2 separate regions of the Mus musculus genome follow, and region 2 is linked to region 1. A link is a contact called in public HiChIP or PLAC-seq data. All regions are on one chromosome and are shown on one strand. The core of a region is the stretch at or near the end of the contact, and the rest is flanking DNA. Distances in the headings are between cores, read along the strand shown.

Region 1 (5,495 bases), core at 1,107-3,606:
GCCAGCCTCACCAGACAAGCACACACAAAAAAACTGATCACCAATTCAGTGAGCCAAGAAGCAAACTGGCCCCTTGAAACTACCTACCAACAGGACAACCCTGAGCTAATGACACCTGTATTCTAACGTCAAGAAACTGACAGTAAACAGAACAAATCATAGTCAGTTATAATGTGGTGGATATTTAGAGAAATGGGGAGTAACACACAGGAGTAGTCATAACAGTTCAAGGGTCAGGGTGAAAAGATTTACAGGAGACTTGAGAGACATCACAAAGACTTGGCCCAGAGCAAACATTCCAGCCAGTGACCTGTGTGCACATTGGAAAGGCGTAGTCCAGAAATAAGGCCGTGGGGATGAAAACGGAAAAGGGAGTCAGCTGGAGGGTGGGCAGGGGAATGAGGAAGAGGGAAGAAAAGGCAGAAGGTGCAGAGGAGCGATGAAACGGCATCCTAAAGGGGCCAGTATTTGGCTCTCATTCTAAAAGCTGTCTGAGCAATAATCATACAAAAATTACATGGGATTGTGCCTTGCCATGAGCAGTCTCTGTAATTTCAGGTCTAAAAACTGTTCCATTCAGTGATGCTTATGTGGGAGAGAACCTGACATCTTTAGTGAAGCTGCACATGGATGTGGGTGCTCAGGCTGAGGTCAGTCTGGGTTTAGAAGATAGTATGGAAGCAAGGACAGACGTGCTCGCTTCTCTCCTTCACGTCCAGCCCCCTCTTAGCTCACTGTGTACTCGCTCATACCCCTCCCGGGCACTGCGTACCACTACGGTGCCTCGCCTCTGAATGCCTGCCCTACCTCCTCCCTTGTTTCTCTGAGGTCTTTTTTCAGACAATGCCAAGTCATGGGATCTTCTTGCTGTCTGAATGGAAACACCCCTGACACCCCCACAGCCCAATCCCCTGCTCTACTCTTCTCTTACATTCTTTCTTCAAGATTAATGTTGTTTATTTATGTGTAGGAGTGTTTAGTCTACACATATGTAAGTGTGGCTGGTGTCCCAGGAGATCATAAGAGGGGTCTGGACCCCCTGAGACTTGGGAGTTACAGATGGTTGTGAGTCACCGTGTGGTTGCTGAGAATTGACTCTGAGTCTCCTGGAAGCAGCCAGTGTTCTGAACCGCTGAGCCATCTCTCCAGCACCTTCTTTCATATTTTTCCCATCTGCCATTTCACTCTGTTGACTGTCTGACTTTTCGTGTGGATTAAAAATTCCCAAAGAATTTCATGACTTTGATCTTGGCTTCTCATCCGGTAGGAACGCTCTGGCAAGTATGAAGCCCCAGGGAGTGTGTGCTGAATGAAGAGGTACTGTGGAGGCCTGGAGATTACAACGCTGGGCAGTCTCCGGGAGAAGAAGTAGAGAAAAGGGGGAGTCTTCCAGTGAGCCATGGGGAGAGTCAGTTTTCTGGCTGGTTTTGTGTCAACTTGACACAGGCTAGGGTTATCACAGAGAAAGGAGCTTCAGTTGAGGAAATGCCTCCATGAGATCCAGCTGTAAGGCATTTTCTCAATTAGTGATCAAGGGGGAAAGGCCCCTTGTGGGTGGGGCCATCTCTGGGCTGGTAGTCTTGGGTTCTATAAGAAAGCAGGCTGAGTAAGCCAGGGGAAGCAAGCCAGTAAAGAACATCCCTCCATGGCCTCTGCATCAGCTCCTGTTTTATGACCTGCTTGAGTTCCAGTCCTGACTTCCTTTAGTGATGAACAGCAGTATGGAAGTGTAAGCCGAATAAACCCTTTCCTCCCCTACTGCTTCTTGGTCACGATGTTTGTGCAGGAATAGAAACCCTGACTACGGGACAGTCAGGTAGGGCAAGGGACAGGTTAAGAGTTTCAGACTTTATCCTCTTACCAATAAGAAACCAGAGAAAGGTTCTCGCATGGAAAAACATCACCAGACCTTTCTGCTGTAGAGATGGTCTCTCTGTGTAGTCTTGGCTGTCCTAGAGCTCTCTATGTAGACCAGGCTGCCCTCAAACTTACAGAGAACTACCTGCCTAGGCCTCCCAAGCGCTGGGATTAAAGGTGTGTGCCACCACGCCTGGCCAGATCTTTATTTTTGAGACATTATTTTGGATGTAGGATGAAGCATGAAACTTAGTTAATGCACAGCATACAGAAAATTAAGAGACAGGTCCAGTTCAGCTTAGTTGAATCAGGAAAGGGCAACTGTACGTCACAGAATCAAAGCAGGGCAGATAAGAACACCCTGAAAATTCAGACACACCCAGAGCAGTATAAAAAAAAAAAAGAAAGAAAAAGAAAAAGAGGCACCTGGTCTTTAAATAGAAAACCACAGAAAGATCCTCCTTTCGTTTTCAGTCATGATCTGGCACCCCTTCCTGTCTCACTAGTAGATCTGCGTTTTGTTAGTTTGCTAAACTTTTTGAGGGGCGGGATAGGGCTGAGACCAGGTCTTGGTATAAATAACCTAGGCCAGCTTCCAACTGGCAGTAACCCTCTTGCCTCAGCCTCCCAGGCGCTGGAATGACAGGGACAGGGCTGCCACACCCAGCTTTGCCTTATTATTTTCTGAATGAAATAAAATGACAGAATCAGTAAGCTAGTGAGTGGCACTCGTCACGCTACATTGTAACCACTGACTTAGTGGTCAATGGCTCTAATCAAACTGTAAATAACTTTGGAAAAGGAAGAAATGATACAAAGCCAGAGGTTCTCAACCTGTGGATTTCGACCCCCACAGGTGTCACATATCAGATGTCCTGCATAACAGATATTTACATTACAATTCCAAATAGTAGCAAACTTACAGTCATGATGTAGCAATGACCACAACATTAGGAACTGTATTAAAGGGTCGCAGCATTAGGAAGAAACTTCTATACTGAGCACTAATCCTCCAGACAGAAAAATTGCTAGTGGTCATGGAACGCTGTCCATCACACATGTCTAATGAAACAGTCTTGCGTGTACCTCAGCACAGCCACGGGGGGTAGATATTCACGGTCTCCACTTTACAGGTGGAGCATCTTGTTCAAGGTCACACTGCTGGCTGTGGTGTGACAGCCAGGCTCTCGAGCTCACTGCTCAGTCATCCATCACTCTGCTGAACCTCGTGCCTGACTCTCATCTGTGCACATCCGTGTCCTAGCACATCACCCCTAGGAAGCAGCTCAGCGATGGATATTAGCTTATTCCTGAACTGCTCAGCTTTGCCTATCTCTGTTTTTGCTGCTCATCAGTAGCTTCTCTGCCCCCCTCCCCCCCTTTCAGCCATGTGGTCTCCTCTCCTACAATCCCCTAAGCTGTTTTCAACCTCTCGCCCTTCGGTCCAAGAGAACCATCTACTTAGAAACCCAAGAAGTCGAGGCGGGTGCCCTCATGGCTTGAACACTCTCATTTCTAATCACCATTTCCAGAGTGCCAGTTTTACCCAAGCCTGCATCCACGCGGGTGGTCTGGCTGCATCAAAGGGAGGCTGGCTCTCTGGAGAACAATGTTGCTCTTCCTTTTCTCAGGACTGTTTATCCTAACCCGGCATCTGTTTTTCTCAGCTGTCCCTACTTCCTCCAGGGTCCCCCACGTACATTTTCATGTAATTAAAAATTAATACATAGAAATACAAACATTACATTTCTACACAGCTGATGACAGAGTGGAGTTTATAACAAGAAAAAAAAACAAAACAAAAAAACGCGTTTTTTAGGTCTTTGTAACCCAGAGTTTGGCTCCGACATGTAGAGATTCACTCAGTACACAATCAGGAAGAATTGCTACTTCAGAGAGTGAAGAACTTGACAGATAGGTAGGAAGGGCCAGAAATGGCGGCGTAGCTCTACAGAGGCAGAACAAGGCCCTGGCATACGCTGGCTTCCACCTCATGGCCTTCCAGTCAGAACTCTGGACTTACAACCCTGAGCTCCAGCCGTAACTTAACGCAATTTTTAGGTTTATTACAAATAAAACCCATCTTGTCATAGAGAAATGTATAAAAAGCACACTTAAAGGTTAGATAGAGACTTGCTGAAAATTCTTCATTGACATCAGCTAAGCCCACAAAGAGGGATGCATTCAAATGTCAGCTGTCAATCTTCTAAGCCTGTCTCCAAGAACTCGCGTAGTGATGATCTGTGTGGTTTGAAGTAAAGTTTACTGGGACAAGTAAATGCCACATTAAGAAAAAATTAAATCCATAAATCCCTGAAACTGGTATGTGCTAGGAGCGAAGTTCAATTCAGGGAGTTCCCAGCACTCACAAGGTGGTTTCTGTAGAAGGCATAAAAGTTTGCCGCGATAACAAGGATGTTACCTGAGGGAGGGCCCCGTAATTCCATATATAGCCCTTGTGAGGGAAGATGTTCGGTGTGTAGCGTAGCTTTCCGTTCTTTATATCTTGCTTAATGGGATTGAGTGGCTCCTCTGTGGCAATCTGGGAATCACAGGGGAAGGCAGGCACACAGAGGGGTAAAACCATTAGCCCGGTATGCAAAGAACAGATTTTAAACCTATCACGGCTCAAACAAATACCTGCATCTCAACTTAATGTTCAAAGGTGTTTTAAAGTAAATTAAGTCAATTCTCATTACTAATTAACAAGTACCATGTAAGAAAATCCGTCTGGAAAGAAGACACCTGATTACAGATTTAGGCTTACATTATTTATACATGGCATTGTTTCTAAGAAAAACAGCATAAACGGAAAGGCAGGAGGGTGAAAGTTAATTAACAATTTTTTTTGTTGTTGTTGTTGCTGCTGCTGCTAGTTTGGGGGCTTTTGTTGCCAAGTCTTATGATATTATAGTTAACTCAAAGGTCACCATGGTGAAGGCCTAGAGCAGTGGTTCTCCACCTTTGGGTCATGGCACCCAAAAGACCACCAGAAAACACGCAGATTTATGACTCTTAACAGTAGCAAAATTACAGTAATGAAGTAGCAACCCAAATAATTTTATGGTTGGCTAGGTGGTGACCACACCATGAGAAAAGGCTGCAGTCTTAGGACCACTGCTCTAGAGAGCCAGCTACAAGGTTAAGGGACCAGCATCAGGCACCAGCACATGTAACAGGTGGCTCTGCAAACAAACCCCTGTGAAACCAGCTCTGGGGGTGGTAGAGATGGGGGTGGGGGGGTCACTGGGGTTTGCTGACTCCCAGAACAGAAAGAAGAGATACAAGCTCTAGGTTCAGGGAGATACTGCTTTAGAGGCCCTCTTCTGGCCGTTGTAGCACCTGCAGATACCCAAGCATACTGGGCACAGACACACACAAACAAGACTGAAAGCTTTTTGGACAGATGATATGAGCCAAGGACGCTTAGTCTTGCCATTGATTCAGCAGAATGCTGGAAGCACTTCCCAGAGCAGCTAGGCAAGGGCAAGGAAAAGCATCCACACAGGAAAGGAAGGGGTAGACTCATCACTGTTTATAGATAATATAATACAATCATGTATATAATAATACAATCATGGATGCAGAAAGCTCTTAAGATTTTACACACACACACCTACCTCTAAAATTAGGAAAGT
Region 2 (5,495 bases), core at 1,591-4,090, 180 kb before region 1:
AGGCGACCTTCCTGCTTCAGCTTCCTGCCTGCTGAGATAACAGAAGCTCGAGGAACTGCACCTGGCCTTCGGCTGCATTTTTCTTCATCTTCTTCCGGTGGGTGCATGGGATTCGGGTATGCTATCTTTATTTTTAAACATACCCACTATAACTTTTTCTTCACAACCTGTTTTTGTTTGTTTCTGGCAAGTATGTAAATTGACTTATGTCTCCTCTTTTCATAGAGAAGATGCTATAGGTCTTTCTGACATTCTGCCTGGCTCCTGTTTATCTCTCAGTGCAGTGCAGTGATGGTCACACTATCTTCAATGCTGGCTAATATTTCAGATTTGTTTGGGATTTCAGGTCTTCAAAGACTTGACAAGAAAGGATGTAGGTGGGGCACACTTGTTTTTATTTTGCTGAAATTTGTTATGCAAATTCCTGCTGAATTCTTCCTTCAGAGGCACACTTTGTATAAGTTAGGAGGAATGAGAGCAGAAATAATACGAGATCTTCCTCAGTTTTCTTCTCATGGCTTTGCTTTAAAGCAGTTGTTCTCGGTGTAATCATTTTCAAAGCATTAATAAGGAAAGAGCCATTGCTGCCAAGTTGCTGCGATTCTGAAATAGCGTTTTCTTCTGAGAACTGGGCAGCTGAGGTCATTTGCTAGCTCTGGGTGTGTGTGGAAGGGGAGAGCCATTTTGTGGACACACCCTGCTGAGGTCAGTAACCTGCTGGGCAGTGTACTCTACTCTGACCCTATTTAGACCTGGAGGATCCCAGCAGGCAGAGACAGCATCTGCAGAGGAAGGAAACAGGCCATGCTGGGCCGCTCAGAAGGGCCAGACCCAACGGGCGGAATGTGGAGCCTTCATGACTTTGGCTAGCCATGGATCCAAGTACTGGCCAAGGATGACTTTGTCCCTGGACATGGTGGCTTATGTTGGGAATCCCAGTACTCAGGAGGCTGAAGAAGGGCGATCAAGGCAAGCCTGACCCGCATAGTAAGTTCCAGGCCAGCCTGGGATATAGAATGAGGCAGTGCCTTAAAATAAAATAATAAAGAATTTCAATAGAAAGATGTTATTCACAGTGTACATTACTTGTATGTATGTATAGTTTGAGTGACTGGCTTTTAGAGATTTCTTTTTCTTTGTTAAAGGCCTGCTTTGGCTGGAGACATGGCTTGGTGGATGAAATGCTTACTGCACAAGTGGGAGGACTCCCCAAATCCATATAAAAGCTAGAAGCTTCCTGGAATTCCAGCACCGGAGACGCAGGGATCCTCAGGGCAAGCTGGCTAGCTAGATTTGCAGAGCTGCTGGTTCAGTGGGAGATCCTGCTTCACTGCATGGAGAGCAATGAAGGTTGATGTGTATATACACACACACACACATACACACACACACACACACACACACACACACACGCACGTGCACACACACCTCCCATACATAAGAAAAAGGAAGAAAGGAAAGAAAATGCACTTGTAAGGTTTGAAATAGGCTCTGACACAATAACATGGTTGATCCTAGTAGAGGCTCTGGGACTCTGCCACCTACCTACAGGAGACACTGTGTTGAACCTAAATGAGTCCAAAGGCCTTCAGTAGATCATAGCTTTTTAATTTACTATTTTAATTTTACCTTTTAGAAAATATAGCAGAAAATCTGTTTTAAAACGCTGGTTTGATCATAGCTTTTTAACTTATTTAAAATTTTATCTCCTAGAAAATCTGTTTTTAAAACAGCGAATAACTAATAAGAATAAAATTAGAGTAGATTTCAATTCAAGGAGAAAAATCTGTCTAGGAACTACATTAGTTTCAGAACAATTGCACGTTATAGAATACAGTTGCTAGTAGTTCCGTTGTTAGCCGTGTAAGTTGTGTGCTGAGACATTGTTTGGGGCATGGAAAACTGGAACCTCATAGCTCTCTTTGACAGTTTGCCAGCTGGAATCCCAGCCAACCAGATAACAAGCTGTAGCAACACTCGGCCCTCTAGGACTCCTGAACCTGTGCCAGGCCTTAGAGGGAAGACTCTTTGAACACGCTCTTCCGTCCATCTGAGAGTAGAGGGCACCAGAGCCCCATGGTGTACAAAGAAGTATTCCACCTCAAGAAGTTTACAATTGGAGGCCTGGTAATATTTAGTATAGTTTTACTATTTTAAATTTTAAACAAAAAAACAAGAAGGCAGAATCCCCCTTGCCTTCTTTCGTGTTCTGTCTGTAAGTGGCTGAACTCAGCTGGAGAGATCTCAAGTAAGTGTGTCAGGAAATGACAATGACCCTCTTTTAATCTGTCTTAGTTAGGGTTTTACTGCTGTGAACAGACACCATGACCATGGCAACTCTTATAAGGACAACATTTAATTGGGACTGCTTACAGGTTCAGGGTTCAACCCATTATCACCAAGGTGGGAGCATGGCAGGATCCAGGCAAGCATGGTGCAGGAAGAGCTGAGAGTTCTACATTTTTATCTGAAGGCTGCTAGCAGAATAATCACTTCCAGGAAACTAGGATTCGGGTCTTAAAGTCCTCACCCACAGCGACACGCCTATTCTAACAAGGCCGCACCTACTCCAATAGGGCCTTACCTTCTAATAGTGCCACTCCCTGTGCTGAGCATATACAAACCATCACATGATCCTACCCAAATTTCTTTGAAAATAGGGGGTGGGGGGTGGAGAATGGGGTTAAGGTAGCGAGGGAAAGAGAAGAGAGAAAGATCCTAAATTCCATCTTTATTTATTGGAAATTCCTAGATATCCCCAAGTGTGTTAAGATGAAGTCTGTGTCTTCTCTCAGCTCTCCTTTCCGGAACCATGATGCATTTATTTGGTGATGTCACCACCGATCCTGTCACTCAAACCCAAAGCTTTGTTACTGTCACTGAGTCATTCTTTTTTCTCTACACACCTAGGATGTCACTGAACTTGGTGTTTATGTATTATTAGAAGTTCCCCAGCTAGTCATTTCCTTTCGATTCAGACTCAATTTCAGACTACTTGTTTTCACACTCAATCACCCCATGCATAGCTATATAGTACTGAATGTCTTACCCTTCATTATTCAGAGCACTTTTCACCATTCACCACTCATGAGGGTGAATATAATTAAAAGAATGTACCACAACACGTGTTGGAAAGGTTGTAGAAGACTGGGAGCCCCATTTCTCTCTCAAGTAACTCCACCCTACCGTAGAACTCTAAATTTTCTAACACTCAAGACTTTCACTGTGTCTTTGGTGGAGTAGGTTCTGTTGTTTTCAGTGTATTTTTCTTTTCAGGTAATCTTTTAAGAATGCATATTAGATGGGCTGGAGAGATGGCTCAGCAGTTAAGAGCACTGACTGCTCTTCCGAAGGTCCTGAGTTCAAATCCCAGCAACCACATGGTGGCTCACAACCATCCATAATGAGGTCTGACGCCCTCTTCTGGTGTGTCAGAAGACAGCTACAGTGTACTTAGATATATAATAATCAATAAATCACAGGGCCGGAGCAAGCAGAGGTCCCGAGTTCAATTCCCAGCAATCACATGGTGGCTCAGAACCATCTGTACAGCTGCAGTGTACTTATATACATAAGATAAATAAATCCAAATCTTTATTTGAAAATGAGTATTAGAGAAAATGAACGCTTCAGAGCAGAGGGACCACCAGGCCTTCTTTCCTTAGCAGCCGCACACTGCCGTCTCATGGTGTATACAGAGTTAACCTCGCGCTCCATTCAGTAATTACTAAGGCTTAAATGACTGGTCTTCAACTCTGCCTTCCATAGAATCATTGGGGACAAAGTCCTACCAGAGACTTCAGATCAGAGTCCGGGTGAAGGGCTCATCCTAGCACCGAGATGCTGCTCTGACAGCCCAGTCTTCGGGCACTGAGCCCAACAGATAAAATAAGGACGCCAGTGGAACTGTATGGAACCTACTTGACCATCGCCAGGATTGACTTGTTGGTTCTTGCGTGTCGCAAAGTGCTCCACACAGACGGGATTTTTATTGGGACATTTGAAGGTGTTACTGCTTTGACAAAAATGTTTTAACCTTAATTTTTTTTTAAACACTCAGCCATGTAATTAGAACAGCAGAGTGTACCTTTAGGAATAAGTATAGATGCCCTGATCTTATTTGCAAACTCTGTCTTCTCTAGGCTGGTATACATTCAGCAGCTTGCCCTCCCAAGACTCTTCATGTTCCTTGTTCCTGTTCCGCTACGGTGCTTGGAAGCAGGAGATGGGCTCCCTCACGGTCAACAGGACATGATCCAGGAGGAGCAGTGAGGGACGGTGCTGCTGGTAAGTGAGGCAGGGCTCATGATGGGTGCTTGGCTTGCATGTTCAAAGTTGTCTGCAGTTACATACATACTATCGTCTCTGTCTTCAATTACAGGTCACACTGGGAATTACAACAGTAACAAGGGTTAGATTTTTAAGATAAATCTCTAATTTGCATGATTTTATACATATCTCTATTTTTCTGGATTGTTATTTTTATAGAGGGTTCTTATCAGATTCTCAATGTCTGAATCTTTCTGGAAAAGAAGTAAAAGTCTTCTTGGCGTACTAGCCAGCATGGAGAAGAGGAATGTTATTGCCACCGCGTCTCTCCCTCCCTTTCTGACTCAAGGACAGCCACTTCCTGAGCGAGCATTTGCATTTGTTGCTAGGTCTGCACTGAGTACTCGGAGTGGAAGCTGCTGTGGTAGTAGGCAGCAGGGTACTAGCAGAGAACTAAGGTGTGACGTGTGCTGTAGAGGTGACAGGCATTCATACCAGCTCCTGAGAGGACAACACAGGCAGTGGGTGCAAGAAAATCCGAAGAACCCCTTGTGCCTTTAAAGTTGATCTTAATAAAGACCTGTTTGCTTTCAAAGCTCTGAACTACTAGTAAGTTTCCTAAAGCAGGGTTCTTAAAATTAAAAAAAAATATATTACATTTATTTATTTACTTGCGGGAGGGGGGAGAAGACATTCGACATTCTACATCACTTGCGTGTGTGTATGTGTGTGTGTGTGTGTGTGTGTGTGTGATGTGTATATGTGTGTGTTTGTGTGTATGATGTGTCTGATGTGTGTGTGAGTTTGTGTGTGATGTGTGTGTGGTGTATGTGTGTGTTTGTGAGTTTGTGTGTGTGATTGTGGTGTGTATTGTGTGTGATGTGTATGTATGTGGTGTATGTGTAGTGGTGTATGTGTGTCTTTGTGTGTGTGTATGATGTCTGTGATGTGTTGTATATGTGTGTGTGGTGTATGTGTGTGATGTGTGTGAGTTTGTGTGCGAGTTTGTGTGTGTGGTGTATGTGTGTGTGTGTGTGTGGTGTATGTGTGTGTTTGTGTGTGAGTTTGTGTGTATGGTGTGTGGTGGTGTGTGGTATGTATTGTATGTGTGATGTGTATGTGTGTGGTGTATGTGTGTGGTGTATGTGTGTGTTTGTGTGTGTGTGTTTGTATGTATGTGTGATGGTTTGTATATTCTCAGATCAGGGAGGGGCACCATCTGGAGG

The links. HiChIP or PLAC-seq counts read pairs in DNA pulled down with a chosen protein or histone mark.
Region 2: a contact with region 1 is called in a BATF HiChIP or PLAC-seq map of CD8 T cells, with 13 read pairs. The contact joins two enhancer-like sites. A contact is called at or near these places in 4 of 484 Hi-C or Micro-C datasets (CD8 T cells, Th1 cells, cardiomyocytes and 1 more), 9 of 115 datasets of contacts at active chromatin or transcription factors (CD8 T cells, effector CD8 T cells, embryonic stem cells and 3 more) and 2 of 9 other capture datasets (adipose tissue and liver).

Annotation. Positions count from the first base shown.
Region 1 is chr3:133,329,297-133,334,791 of GRCm38.p6, reverse strand. Ppa2 (pyrophosphatase (inorganic) 2) reads right to left here. Exons shown (of 12, transcript NM_146141.2): 5 at 4,280-4,399. Among named protein-coding and RNA genes, the nearest start is that of Ppa2, 22 kb to the right of the region's middle. Within about 2 kb of position 2,356, at least 76 of the 459 cell types and tissues checked have an H3K27ac peak or open chromatin away from gene starts, as enhancers often do. A contact at or near this core is called in CD8 T cells, Th1 cells and thymic regulatory T cells, where this site is marked.
Region 2 is chr3:133,512,821-133,518,315 of GRCm38.p6, reverse strand. It overlaps Tet2 (tet methylcytosine dioxygenase 2), which reads left to right. Exons shown (of 11, transcript NM_001040400.2): 2 at 4,143-4,287. Among named protein-coding and RNA genes, the nearest start is that of Tet2, 29 kb to the left of the region's middle. Within about 2 kb of position 2,840, at least 42 of the 459 cell types and tissues checked have an H3K27ac peak or open chromatin away from gene starts, as enhancers often do. A contact at or near this core is called in CD8 T cells, Th1 cells and thymic regulatory T cells, where this site is marked.